Regions from separate parts of the Mus musculus genome. Here all the other regions are linked to region 3. Evidence: chromatin contacts called from public ChIA-PET data. All regions are on one chromosome and are shown on one strand. The core of a region is the stretch at or near the end of the contact, and the rest is flanking DNA. Distances in the headings are between cores, read along the strand shown. Region 1 holds the start of Zfp688 (zinc finger protein 688). Region 2 holds the start of Prr14 (proline rich 14). Region 3 has its middle 5.1 kb from the start of Gm51458.

Region 1 (4,148 bases), core at 171-2,670, 210 kb after region 3:
TGCAGCCTTCATGGAAGCTGTCCACGGTGGCACATCTCTTTTCCCATCTCAGCAGGAGTTGTCCCACAGGAGCGGTGGGTGACACCTTTCCTGCCTCAGCCTACAGCCTTGGTGAATTGAACACCACTGCAGGAGCTGTCCACCCCCTCTCTAGCCTCCCCACACAGCTCCACAGAGATGCTACCTCAATCAAAGCCATCTGTAGCCATGGGCCCAATGCAGGAAAAGGGGGTGGTGGAAAAAAGCCACCAATCCCTGAGTAGGAAAAACAACAACAACAACAACAACAACAAAACCCCACTTCTCTCTGAGCATGAAAACCCACCAACACTTGAACAGGGAAAAACAAAACAAAACAAAACAAAACAAAAAAAAACACCAAGCCCTGAGCTCCCCAAGATCAGGATTTGAAATCCCACCAATCTTTACTCTCTGCCCTGAAAAGCTCTACCCCCTAAGAAGTCCTATATAAGGTCTGCCCTCTGTTCACTTCCCTATTGTCTGCTCCAAGGAGCAGAGGGCAGCTTTCTCTGGATTCATCCCTCCACACATTGGACCCTCCAGCTTGTGGTTCCTGAGCCCCCATGTCTCAGAATACCCTTCCCTTAGGAGACTGTCCCACCTCTGGGCTGTGTGGTTCCTGGGCTTCCACGTCCCAGAATATGCTTTCATCCGAGCAGAAACACACTAAGCACACCCCTTAGCCTGTAACTTAAATATACAGACTAAGCGAGCAGAACCACCGGTTCAAGTATTCTGTCAACTTCTCTGAAGACACGAACTGAGTTTCTGAAATGCAATACTCAGGCTTTGCCAGGTTCTAGAGGCTAACCATCAGATTCCAGTTACATCAGCAGGACGCACACTGGGAGACTGGGGAGACACTATCTCAGGCACCAGGGATGCCCAGGTCCTCAGAACAGTTTCAGATGTCCCGCCATTCCGAAGCCAATTGCAACACTGCTGCTCCTTGCCGTTACAGCCAATCATCAGCCGTTGTAATTGCGCACAGAGGTCCATGAGGCAGCAGGTAGCGGGTATTTTTTGAAGGTCTCTCTTTCCTACACATAGAAACGAACACCAACATTCCTGAAGCGGTCATTGTATTTAAGGGCAAATGGGGCGCCGCGGGCAGTGGAAGTCCGAAGTTTGTTAAGCTGCAGAAAGGGCACCTCAGTGCCGTCAATGACAACTGAAGCTAGGCGGTCTCCATGTTTTCTGAAGACATCTTTCGGTTCCCTTCACACCTTCGTGTCTTTGTGTGAGCAGCTGTGGAGTAAACACTATTGCTCTGCATTCCCTTGCGGCCAGTAAGGCTGCCGCGTTCGTTCCGCACGCGTTGCTAGCAACTGTGACCAAGGGGCGTGCCAAGGGCGTGGTTTCCCGCGGTTGCGGAGGCCGGAAGCGGAAGGCTAGGGCAGCCAAGCCGCTGCCTGGGCAGGATCCCCGATGGCGCCACCCCCGGCCTCACTGCTGGTTCCGATGCCTGGGGAGATCTGGCCCGGTTTCAGGAAGCCTGAGCTTGTGAGCTTCGCGGACGTGGCCGTGTACTTCTCCCCGCAGGAGTGGGGGTGTCTGCGGCCCGCGCAGAGAACCCTGTATCGGGAGGTGATGCGCGAGACCTACGGCCTCCTGGGCGCGCTCGGTGAGGCCCCGAGTCAGAGCCCCGCCCCCATCCTCCTGGGGGTTCACCGGGGAGTTGCAGTAGACCGATCAAGTGGATTATGAGCCCTCATCCCGCACTTTTCCACCAGCAGCATCAGTCACCTTCCATTCTCAGGGCTTCCTCGGGAGTCTCCATTCAGGCAAGAGCATCGCAAACCCTGTCCAGGTTAATGTGTGCATAAGTTCCGAGGAGGTGCCCTCACCCTAGTGGGATGCTATCTGCCCCGGCCAGCCTCTCAGGCCAGCACTGTGACCCCTGTTCTCTCTCAGGGTTCCCGGGCCCCAAACCAGCCCTCATCTCTTGGATGGAACAGGGGAGTGAGGCTTGGAGCCCCGCCGCCCAGGATCCTGAGGAGGGGGAAAGCCTGGGAGGAGCTCCGAGAGGTGAGGGATTGTCCCAAGTCCTCCTGAAACCTTGTTTGTCCGGGGGTTTCTTCTCTAGTAAACCTTTCTTTCAGATTCCCCATTCCAGCATCCCTACAGATTAGAGCCTACATGTTCAGATACTAAAGAAAAGAAAGCCTATCTACTCCAGAGTTTTGGAAATTCAGGAGAGCTGTCCTATTAAAAACAGTAGGGGGGCTGGAGAGATGGCCCATGAGTCAAGAGCACCTACTGTTCTTCCTAAGTACCAGCGTTCAATTCCCAGCACCCACACGGCAGCTTACAGCTGTCTGTAACTCCAGTTCCAGGGGACCTGACACCCTCACACAGAACCAAATGTAGGCAAAACACCAATGTATATAAAAACAAATAAATACATCTTAAAAAAAAAAACAGAGTAGGAGAATCTAGAACTCAAAGAATGTTTATGTTTCCAGATGTTTGTTAAAATAACACTCATTTCCCCTTTTTAAAACTAACTAAGGCTGGTCATTGTGGCACACACCTTTAATCTCAGTACCCCGGGGGGACAGAGGCAGGGGGATTTGAGGCCAATTGAGACAACATACTGTGAGACCTTGTCTCAGCTCACCACCCCTACCCTCCAAAAATCCCTAAAATGCCCCTAAAAATAGAACTTGTCTGCCTATCATAGTTCTTGAACAAGGCAAAGTGGTACACAAGAAAAGTGTCTGCCTGGATAATGACAGCTTGGCTCGTCTCCCATCTCTACCCTGAGTGGAAGAACCCTGAAGCAAATATGGTGCCTCATCTATCAAAGAACCGCTGCACCAAAACCAACTACAAAATACACCAGTAAATACTGTTTATTGAGCATTTACTAAGTGACCAATAAGCATGTATGTATTTAATCCAACAATCCTGGAAGTCAGGGGACCGTTACTTTTTCCCATTTGACACAGGAGGAAGGGGATTTTAACTGACTTTCAACAACTCCGTGTTAGCCACCGGGCTATGCTTTGGTGCTGCCTGGGTAACAGCTAGAGTGGTCAGTGCAGACGTGTTAGGTTTTACTGAAACTTTTTTCCTAAGATTTATCTTTATTATTTTTCATTCTGTGTCAGTGTATGGGTCTCCATAAGTGCAGCTGCCCAGGGAGACCGGAGTCATGAGCGTCCCTGATGCTGAAGTTACAGTGGTTGTAAGCTGCCCCATGTGGGTTTGGGGAAGTAAACTCAGGCCCTGTGGAAGGACAGCAAGTGCTCCTAACCACTGAGCCATCCCAGCCCCGGGTTTGTTTTATTTTTGTTGTGTTGATTGTTTTCATTTTTAAGACAGGTAGCTCTGGCTGGCCTGGAACTCAGCATTTAGACCGGGTTGTCTCCAAACCCACAGAAACCTACCTGCCTTTCCTCTGAAGTGCTAGGGTTAAAGGTGAGCAACGATCACACCCTACTATCCTGTTTTTGAGACAGGATCTCACTATGTAGGCCATGCTGGCCTCAAACTTATGGCTATCTTCCAGCCTCACCTTTTCCAAATGCAGGGATTACAGCTACTTCCCTGGCGGGACAAATGGGGCTTTTTAATTTGGTTTGGTTTGGTTTGGTTTTTGTTTTTTTGAGATAGATTTCTCTACGTATTCTTGGCTGTTTTGGAATTTGCTCTGTAGACCAGGCTGGCTTTAGGACTCGCAGAGATCCTGCCTGCCTCTGCCCCTGAAGTGTTGGGATTAAAGGTATGAGCCACCACTGCCCAGTGACAAATGAGTTTTTAAAATGCAATTAATTTCTGTTTCCCAGGAGACATTCCAAATGAGACAGAGTGGGGCTGCAAGGAAGGAGGAGAGAGACCGGCAGAGGCTCCTGCTCAGTTGCAACCTAAAGAGGTGGTTGAACATAAGACTTATTCCATGGCTACCAAGTCCTCTGCAGGGGCACAGCCACCTACCAAAGCTGCCCCAGACCAGATAGCAGGTGTGCAGCTTCCTGTCCAGGTACCAAACACCGATATTCAGGCCAGCCAGCGACGTCATGTGTGTGTGGACTGTGGACGCCGGTTTACCTATCCATCTTTGCTGGTCAGCCACCGGCGCATGCACTCTGGTGAGCGACCCTTCCCCTGCCCAGAGTGTGGTG
Region 2 (4,254 bases), core at 687-3,186, 160 kb after region 3:
CCTATAATCCCAGCATTTGTGAGGCTAACACAGAAGACTGCTCAGAGTTCCAGGCCAGCCTGGTCTAAAAGGTGAGACGCTGTCTCAGTAAGACAAAACAAAACCCAGAGAAATAGAGTGACTGGACAGGGTCTTCTGTGTCTCACTGTGTCCTTAGCCACAGAGGTGAAAGAGATTTTCAGCTGGACTCCACGAAAATCCCTAAAAGAGGTGATTTGGTCTAAATTAGGGGTGAGATATTATTAGTCAGGAACTACAGGCGTGAAATGATGTAATCTCTTCTTCTTACCCAGGTTCTAGAGAAATAGAAAAATGGTAAAAGACAGTACCATTTTTCTCATGTCTGCCTTGTGGCCAAAGACACTACCAGCATGCTTCCGAACAAGAGAACAGAGAAGTGACAATTTTGGATTTTTGGGTTTTTTTTTTCTTTCTTTCTTTTTTTGGGTTTTTTTTTTGGGGGGGGGTTGTTTGTTTGTTTTCTGAGACAGGGATTCTCTGTGTAGCTCTGGCTGTCCTGGAACTCACTCTGTAGACCAGGCTGGCCTCGAACTCAGAGATCTGCCTGCCTCTGCCTCCCAAGTGCTGGGATTAAAGGCTTGCACCACCACTGCCCGGCTTTGGTTTCTTTTTTAAAAAGCACGAAAATATCATGTTTTTGTTTTACTCCCAGGTGTGGGATATGGGACTGCTTTAGATTGTCCATAGCAACTTACTAAGATTTGCCTCCAGCAGGGGCATAATTTTGCCAGCTACAGACAGGTTCTGCAATTGTATGACTTTTGGAATTCTGGGGACTTTTCATGTTAAGGCCCCCAAGGAATGGGTTGGTTATTGATTGGATGTTTGTTATTATTCACAAGAAGAAAGTAGATATCCTGATGGCGAAGATCAAACCTGCCCCAAGGAACTCGACACCCCTAATCAGCAGAAAGTAGCCTACCATCGCCCCATTCCCTCCCTTGCCTTTATTCGGAGATCTCTTTCCTCTCTATTCTTTTTCTTTCTTAACTAGTGTTAGGGGGTTGGGAGGATGGAAGAACCCACCAAGTAGCAAAGGATAGCGATAACAGGGCAGTCAGAAGAGTTTTTCATACTTAGTAGGATGTGGTTGGGTGAGTGGGTGACTGGACAGGCACATGAATTACCCAAAACCATATGGTCTTGCATTATGGAGGCTGCTTTGAAGGCTGGCTTAGTGGAACTGGTCTGACTTTAGTACTAAGCCAGGGCGGGGATGGAGGATAGGGAAGAGGGAGTGGTCTTTCACTTAAAGGGCTCACCCTGTTTGTAGTCATGACATCTTCCAACACCACGGCAAGGACCCTCCGAGAGGCCTTTTCTAGGGATGAAGGGGTCCCCAAAGGCTGCAGCCTCGGTCTTTTCGGGCTCCTGGCTTCCCATGATGCTCGAGATAGAGGCTGACGGCACAGGCTTGGCTGTGTAAAAGGGCTGGAGGGTGAAAGTAGAAGACAGTTGCCTGAACCTGTTGTTGCCTCTGTTGTAGTCGGGTGCAGCCGTCAGCATCCCCGTCTCCCGAGCTCAAGTCAGGCGGGCGGGGTACGCTCTCACCTGGAGTTCCCAGGCAAGTCCATGGGGGAAGCGGCGGTTCCGGGGAGTCCCTGGGGTATCCCAGGCTGAGGCCTGGGGTAAATTGGGGAGCGGGGGAGTGGGGAATGAGGGCCAGTTCCTCCCCCGGGACTCCGCCCTTCATAGTCCGCCTGCGGCTCCCGGTAGGGCACAGGCCCTTCCTCCAAAGGGCGCCCCCGGCCGGCCTCTCGGAGCCGGGTCTTCCCGCTGCAGCCGCCTTGATCACTCGGGCCCTGCCTGGCACCTGCCGCGAGACTGGATTGCGGAGGTTACAGCTCTCCCACCGCTCGAGCCTCCTGGGACCTTTGTCCCTGTTAGATGCCTCCCTGAGGTTCTCTGGGATCCGGTGGGATCCCGGTCCCGAGAGGCTTCCGTTTCCGCTAGATTCCTCTGTGGTCCTCGCCCCACCAAGCAAGAGCTCCAAAAGAATTACTCCACTTAGTAACAGCCCTCCCTCCTACCAGATCGCCTAAATTGGATCTCTGTGGAAAGAATCCTACTGCGCGGTTCTTCCAATCAGAAGCCGCGCAACTTGCCTCCTCCCACTGAGAGCTTCAGCTTAACGAAGTTCCCCTTGGGGGAGGCCTAAACTCATCACTGAACTCAGTCCGGATTCTGGGTTATAAACTGTCAAACCAACCGGTAGACCATTCACTCCAATCCCAGAAGGTCCAGCCCACCGGTAACATCCCACCCCAAGCCCCCGCCCTACTTGGATCCCCGCCCCGCGTTCTCGGGCGCCCCGGACCAGTTGGCTCAAACGTTTTCTTCTCCCCCCGCCTCCCGGCCCTCTCTCCAGCCCGGTCCCCCCCACTCCCACCCCTCCCCTACGCCTCTCACCGCAGCTTTCCAAGGATCCGGGTTTCAAACAGCTCCCACCTCCGGCTTCTTTAAAGCCTGCCTTATGCAGCGCTGTCCAACCGTCAGAGGCCTTCTTCTGTGTGTCTTAAGCACCGCCCAATTGCCGGTTCCGGTCTTCCGGGGTTAGGAGAAACTGCGTGAAATCTCCTGCCCGCCATAATACGTAGGGGCAAAGAAGCTCAATTGTGCCTGCACCGCCATTTTAATTGAGGGCAGTCTGATTTTAGCACTAGTCGACCGAAAAGCGTCATTTTTCAAAGGCTGGTCAGCGACCAACTACTATATCACGTTTCTTGTTATATTTGGACAAGTGTAGGAAAGCTAAAGTTTCTCCACCTAACGTAATTTTTCTTGTTCTTAACGCCGGTGAATATCGATTAAATGTTAAGGATTTGGGAATTTCCCATTTTCTTAGGTTTAAGTTCCTTAGGATTGAAGTTCCGGAAGTCGGGACGGCGGGACGGAAAACCTGAAGATCCCAAGTTAAAGAGTAGGCCTGATGTGGCCTCTAGCTTCCAATTCAGTTTCTGGAGAGACCAGGAACAGCCTAAGTGGGGAGAAGGCTGGGTGCGGTGAGCTTCATTCACTAGCATTTCTCTCTCTCCTCCCCCCCCCCCCTCCTTTCTTCCTAGGTAGTGTCTGCAGGCCACTCAGAAGGCGACTAATATAACCAACCTGGGGTTGCTTGGTGGAGCCGGTTCATTGTCCTTCCTGTTCTGGGCTGGCAGAAGTAACTCTTGGAAGAGGAGCCTGTCCTCTGCAGGGTGTCAGGTAGTCTTTTGGAATAAGAGATAAGCAGTCGATCCTAATGCTGGAGAGCCTGCTCCAAAGGACCTTTTGTTAGGAGCTGGACTACTGGTGGGGAAGAAGTGGTCATTTACTGGCATCTTGCACTATGAATGCGCCTTTACCACCTAACCAAAGCTCCTAACTCCCCAAGAATTAGCTGTTCTGTGTCTCAGTGTGTGTGTTGGTATGTGGAGGTCAGAAACCATTGTTAGGTGTCTTCCTCAATTGATCTTTTTGTTTTTGTTTGGTTTTGGAGACAGGGTTTCTCTGTGTAGCCCTGGCTGTCCTGGAACTAACTCTGTAGACCAGGCTGGCCTCAAACTCAGAAATCCACCTGCCTCTGCCTCCCAAGTGCTGGGACCAAAGGCATGCACCACCACTGCCTAGCTTGATTGATCTTTTTAAAGAAAAAAAAAATTACTTTTAAAAAAAGTATGTTTTTCAGATCTTTGTGAGCGTGAGGCCAGCCTGGTCTACAGACTTAGTTCCAGAATAACCAAGGCTGTTAAACTGATAAACCATGACTGGAAAAACAAAACAAAACAAAACAAAAAAAACAAACAAGCAAAACAACAAATATGTATGTTTATTGCCAAGTGGTGGTGGGACAAACCTTTTACCCCAGCACTCAGGAAACAGAGACAGGTGGATCTCTGAGTTCAAAGCCATCCTAGTCTACATAGTTCTAGGACAGCATAGGCTACACAAACCCAGTCTGGAAAACCAGACAAAGAAAGAGGTATGTTTACTTGTGTGTTGTATTAGTTAGGGTTCTCTAAAGGAATAGAACGGTTACAATGAATATACATATATGGGATTTATTAGAGTGGCTTAGAGGCTGTGGTTCTAGCAGCCCAACAGTGGCTGTCTCCTGACTGAAAGGGCAAGGATCAAGTAGTTGTTCAGTTCAGAAGACTGGCTGTCTCGGCAGTCCCATCTGGTGCTAGAGTCCCAGGGAAGTCCTAGAGAGCTGCTGGTCTTCAGTCTGTGTTGGAATCCTGAAGAAGTAGGTTC
Region 3 (4,541 bases), core at 368-2,867:
AAACTGGCTTCAAACTTGTGGCCACCCTCCTTCTGCTGCCACCAACCAGTTTTATCACACACAGTCCACATGTTCATTGTGGAGAATCTAGAAATGGATATCTCAAAGTCTTTGACCAGGTTAGAGACTGGTCAGTGTTACCAGATTTTCCTCCAAGGAAGCAACGCTGAAATACTCTTATATAATGTTTGAGAGCCTCCCTCCCTCCCTCCCTCTCTCCCCCCCGCCTCTTTCTTTCTTTTAAATGTATATGAGTCCTCTATCTTCAATGTACACTTGCATGCCCAAAGAAGGCATTAGATCGCATTACAGATGGTTGTGAGCCACCATGTGGTTGCTGGGAATTGAACCTGGGACCTTTGGAAAAGCACCTAGTGCTTTTTTTGTTTTGTTTTGTTTTTGTTTTTTTGAGGTTTTTTTGTATAGCCCTGGATGTCCTGGAACTCACGGCCGGCCTCGAAATCAAAAAAAGGCCTGCCTCTGCCTCACGAGTGCTGGGATTAAAGGTGTGGGCCACCACGCCCGGCTGTACCTAGTGCTCTTAATTGCTGAGCCATCTCTCTAGTCTCTGAAAGTGTCTGTTCTTATATGCTAATATAATAATACTATTTATGTTTGGATATTTCATGGTTATTTTAAAATTTATTTATTATTGTGTGAGTGTTTTGCCTATATGTACAGATGTGTACTGTGTACTTGACCCACAAATGTCAGAAGATCATATTAGATCCTTGGAACTGGAGATATGAATGGTAGTAAGCTGCTGTGTAGGTGCTGGGAACTGAACCCAGTCCTCCACAAGTGCAAGAAGTGCTCCTAACCCCTGAGCCATGTTTCCAGGCCCTCCTGGTTATTCTTAAGTTGCATGATGAAAGTTGTTTTATAATAAACATGGTAAGCAGAAATAGAAACCATGGGAGAAGCTGAAATCTGAAGAAAGCATTGCACTTCTTGAAGGTAGTTGATGTCTCCTGAGCTGATTTGAATGAGAAATGTGCCAGTGAGTATTCTAAATCACCTAACCCATCCAGGAAAGATATAATTCAACTGGAATTCCAAAATAGACCAACAAACAAATGACTTGTGATTGGCATGGGATGGCATGGTGTGAGCCCAGCAGGACAGAGTTAAGTCACAGCTCATCAGAGCAGGTATCGTTAGCTAAGGTGCTTGCTACATCTCTGAACTTCAATTCTTTGTATTGTTTTGGTTTTGATGTTTTGTTTGAGACAGGGTCTCTCCATGTAACCCTTGCTGTCCTGGAACTCACTCTATAGACCAGGCTAGCCTAGAACTCGCAGAGATCCCTTAGCCTCTGCCTCCTGAGTGCTGGGATTAATGGTTGTGTGCCACCATGCCTGGCTAGGTTTGGGGACTGTTTTGTTTTGTTCTGTTTTGATAAGAGTTTCTCTGTGTAGCCTTGGCTGTCCTGGAATTCACTGTGTAGTGGGATAAGCTGGTCTCCAGCTCGCAGATTTCAGCCTGCCTTTTGCCTCTGCCTCTGCCTCTAGAATGTGAGATGAAAGGTGTGTGCCACCACACTGGGTAGAACTTCAATTTCCATAAGCTAGGGGCAGCCTGTCAGGGGCTAGGGCTGTAGCTAATTAGCATTTTCCTAACATTCTGAGTTACAGCACCGCAGCATAAGTGTGTGGGGTGGGGTGGCAGTGAGGTAGGCTTGAATTCAGAGGTTGTGGCAGGAAGATGAGAACTTCAAAGGAAATTGGGCTTCATAGAGAGTTGAAGACCAGCCTGTTCAGTATAGCAAGACCCTACAAAAAATAAAAACAGAAGAGGAAGGGAAGGGGTAAGGCAGGGCTGGCTCGCACCAAGCCTGGTGCAGGATCTTCAAGATCCCCATTAAAAATACCAAAATGATCTTCTTACCAATTGGATGGTTCTAGGGCCAACTTGTTTTATTCTTTGTGAGTGGTCCTTGAAAGAGGGCAAGGCAGGTAGACTTATTATTTATCTAGTAACTCCAAAGGCCAGATAATCACTTACTGTATCTGCTTTGTTATTGTTGTTTCAGGTTTTTTGTTGTTTGTTTAGACATCACTACTACCTAGATGTGAGTTTCTGTTGGGATTAAGGTCACTGTTCTTTTTGTTTTGTTTTGTTTTGTTTTGTTTTTTGTTTTATTTTTGAGACAGGGTTTCTCTGTGTAGCCCTGGCTGTCCTGGAACTCACTTTGTAGACCAGGCTGGCCTCGAACTCAGAAATCTGCCTGCCTCTGCCTCCCAAGTGCTGGGATTAAAGGCATGTGCCACCACGCCCGGCTCTAAGGTCACTGTTCTTTTGCTATGAAGAAACACCATGACCAAGGCAACTCTTACAAAAAAAAAAAAAATAAAAAAATAAAAAAGAAAGAAAGAAAGAAAGAAAGAAAGAAAAGAAAAAGAAAAAGAAAAAGAAAAAGAAAAAGAAAAAGAAAAAGAAAAAGAAAAAGAAAAAGAAAAAGAAAAAGAAAAAGAAAAAAGAAAAAGAAAAAAAAATCAGGGGCTGGCTTACAGTTTCAGAGAATCAGTCCATTATCATCATCATGGCAGAGAGCATGACACCAAGCATGGTGCTGGAAGAGTCACAAAGAGCTACATCCTGATCCTCTAGAGGGGTGGGGGTGGGGGAGACTGGACTTAGCTTGGGCTTTTGAAACCTTAAAGCTCACTCCCAGTGACATGCCTCCTCTAACAAGGTCACACTATTGTTTTCAAACAGTGCCTCTGTTTAGTCACTGAGCATTCAAACACATGAGCGAACGGGGCTGTGCCAGAGTTGAGTATTTGTCCTGGTGGCTTTAAAGGCCTCACATCCACACTCCTAACAACTGTGGTCCTGGTTCGTACTGTGCGTCCCTGGGCTTCCTGTGTCTATCTGACTCTATTGAACTTGTTCTAGAGCAAAGATTGGAGACATGGCTTTCTGCACACACAATACAAAGCTGGGCATGGTAGCACACACCCGTATACCAGCACTCATGAGTCTCAGGCGGAAGAGTTGTGAAGTATGTGTGTGTGTGTGTGTGTGTGTGTGTGTGTGTGTGTGTGTGTGTGACTGATATGAAGACTCTGGTGGTTTGATTAAGAATGGTTCCCATAGGGGCTGGTGAGATGGCTCAGTGGGTAAGAGCACCCGACTGCTCTTCCGAAGGTCCAGAGTTCAAATCCCAGCAACCACATGGTGGCTCACAACCATCCGTAATGAGATCTGATGCCCTCTTCTGGTGTCTGAAGACAGCTACAGTGTACTTACATATAATCAATAAATAAATTATTAAAAAAAAAAAAGAATGGTTCCCATAGACTCATAGATTTGAATGCTGGGTCAGCAGGGAACGACATTAGGAGTGGCTTTGTTGGAGGAAGTGTGTCACCGGAGGTGGGCTTTGAGGTCTCACGTGCTCAGCAGGCCTAGTGTGTCTCCTCTGCCTTTAGATCAGGAACTAGAACTCTCAGCTCCCCCTCCTGTCTGCCTGTGGTCAGCTATGTTTCCCACCATCAGGATAATAGACTGACCCTCTGAAACTGTAAGCCAGCCCCAGCTAAATGTTTTCCTTTATAAGAGTTGCCATGGTCACTGGGCAGTGGTGGCGCACACCTTTAATCCTAGCACTCGGAGGCAGAGGCAGGCAGATTTCTGAGTTCGAGGCCAGCCTGGTCACAAAGTGAATTCCAGGACAGCCAGGGCTACACAGAGAAACCCTGTCTCAAAAAACCACCACCACCACCAACAACAAAAATCCATTTTAGAAAGACAAATATTTCGTGTTTTCTCTCATTTGTGATTCTGCATTTTATATAGACTACTTCAAATTGCATCTGACATGGAAGTAGAAACGGGGCCCTGGAGAGGTAGCTCAGTAGCTATGATACTGGTGGTATCCTGATGACTGGTGGTATCTGCGAGTGGATAGAGTTGCTGCTGTTGATTTGTGTGAACTGAACTGCTGGTTTCCTGACAATGCAGATTGGATTTGTTCCAAAGAACTAAACAGGTCCACTTCCACCATAATCCTAAGAACCATTCCACCTCTGGTGGGTGATGGGCTAGAATGGAGATTAAACCACTTAAAAATCCTTATTAAAAGTAGGCTTTGAAAAATCAAAGACAACAGCCACCACATCCAACAAAACCAATGGAAAAAGAAAGCAGAAATAAAACTGTCAATGGCAGCAAAGTAGACTAAGGGGAAGAGAAGTATGGGGAAGCTGGAGGATGTGGAGGAAAGGCTCAGTGTACAGTATACACTCGTGTGAAGACATCTTGCATGCGCTTTAATCCCAGGGCTTGGGAGGTAGAGGCAGGCAGATGTCTGTGACTTTGACCCAGACTGGTCTACACAGTGAGCTCCAAGACAGCCATATAGTGAAACTCCGTCTCAGAACAAAACAAACCAAACAATAGAAAATGTCTTACATGACCATGATCTACACCAACAAATAAAACATGTCCTCCTGCCCCCCCCCCCCAATACAAACTGAATCACAACTCGCCAGCTCTTCCCTTGATAGGCATCTGCCTTATTTCCACCTTCAGGGTGT

The links. ChIA-PET counts read pairs in DNA pulled down with a chosen protein or histone mark.
Region 1: a contact with region 3 is called in an RNA polymerase II ChIA-PET map of memory CD8 T cells, with 8 read pairs. The contact joins the promoter of Zfp688 here to the enhancer-like site in region 3. A contact is called at or near these places in 1 of 39 promoter capture datasets (macrophages), 1 of 484 Hi-C or Micro-C datasets (cortical neurons) and 3 of 115 datasets of contacts at active chromatin or transcription factors (embryonic stem cells, memory CD8 T cells and pancreatic cancer cells).
Region 2: an RNA polymerase II ChIA-PET map of memory CD8 T cells shows a contact between it and region 3, with 106 read pairs. The contact joins the promoter of Prr14 here to the enhancer-like site in region 3. A contact is called at or near these places in 6 of 115 datasets of contacts at active chromatin or transcription factors (the SCID.adh cell line, bone marrow-derived macrophages, embryonic stem cells and 3 more) and 3 of 9 other capture datasets (adipose tissue, liver and pancreatic islet).

What each region holds. Positions count from the first base shown.
Region 1 is chr7:127,419,306-127,423,453 of GRCm38.p6, reverse strand. Zfp688 (zinc finger protein 688) reads left to right here and starts at 1,420. Exons shown (of 3, transcript NM_026999.4): 1 at 1,420-1,645; 2 at 1,936-2,049; 3 at 3,813-4,148. The coding sequence starts at 1,450.
Region 2 is chr7:127,469,296-127,473,549 of GRCm38.p6, reverse strand. It overlaps Prr14 (proline rich 14), which reads right to left and starts at 1,936. Exons shown (of 11, transcript NM_145589.2): 1 at 1,573-1,936; 2 at 1,284-1,452. The coding sequence starts at 1,595.
Region 3 is chr7:127,629,742-127,634,282 of GRCm38.p6, reverse strand. No RefSeq gene overlaps it. Among named protein-coding and RNA genes, the nearest start is that of Gm51458, 5.1 kb to the left of the region's middle. Within about 2 kb of position 1,617, at least 9 of the 459 cell types and tissues checked have an H3K27ac peak or open chromatin away from gene starts, as enhancers often do. A contact at or near this core is called in memory CD8 T cells, where this site is marked.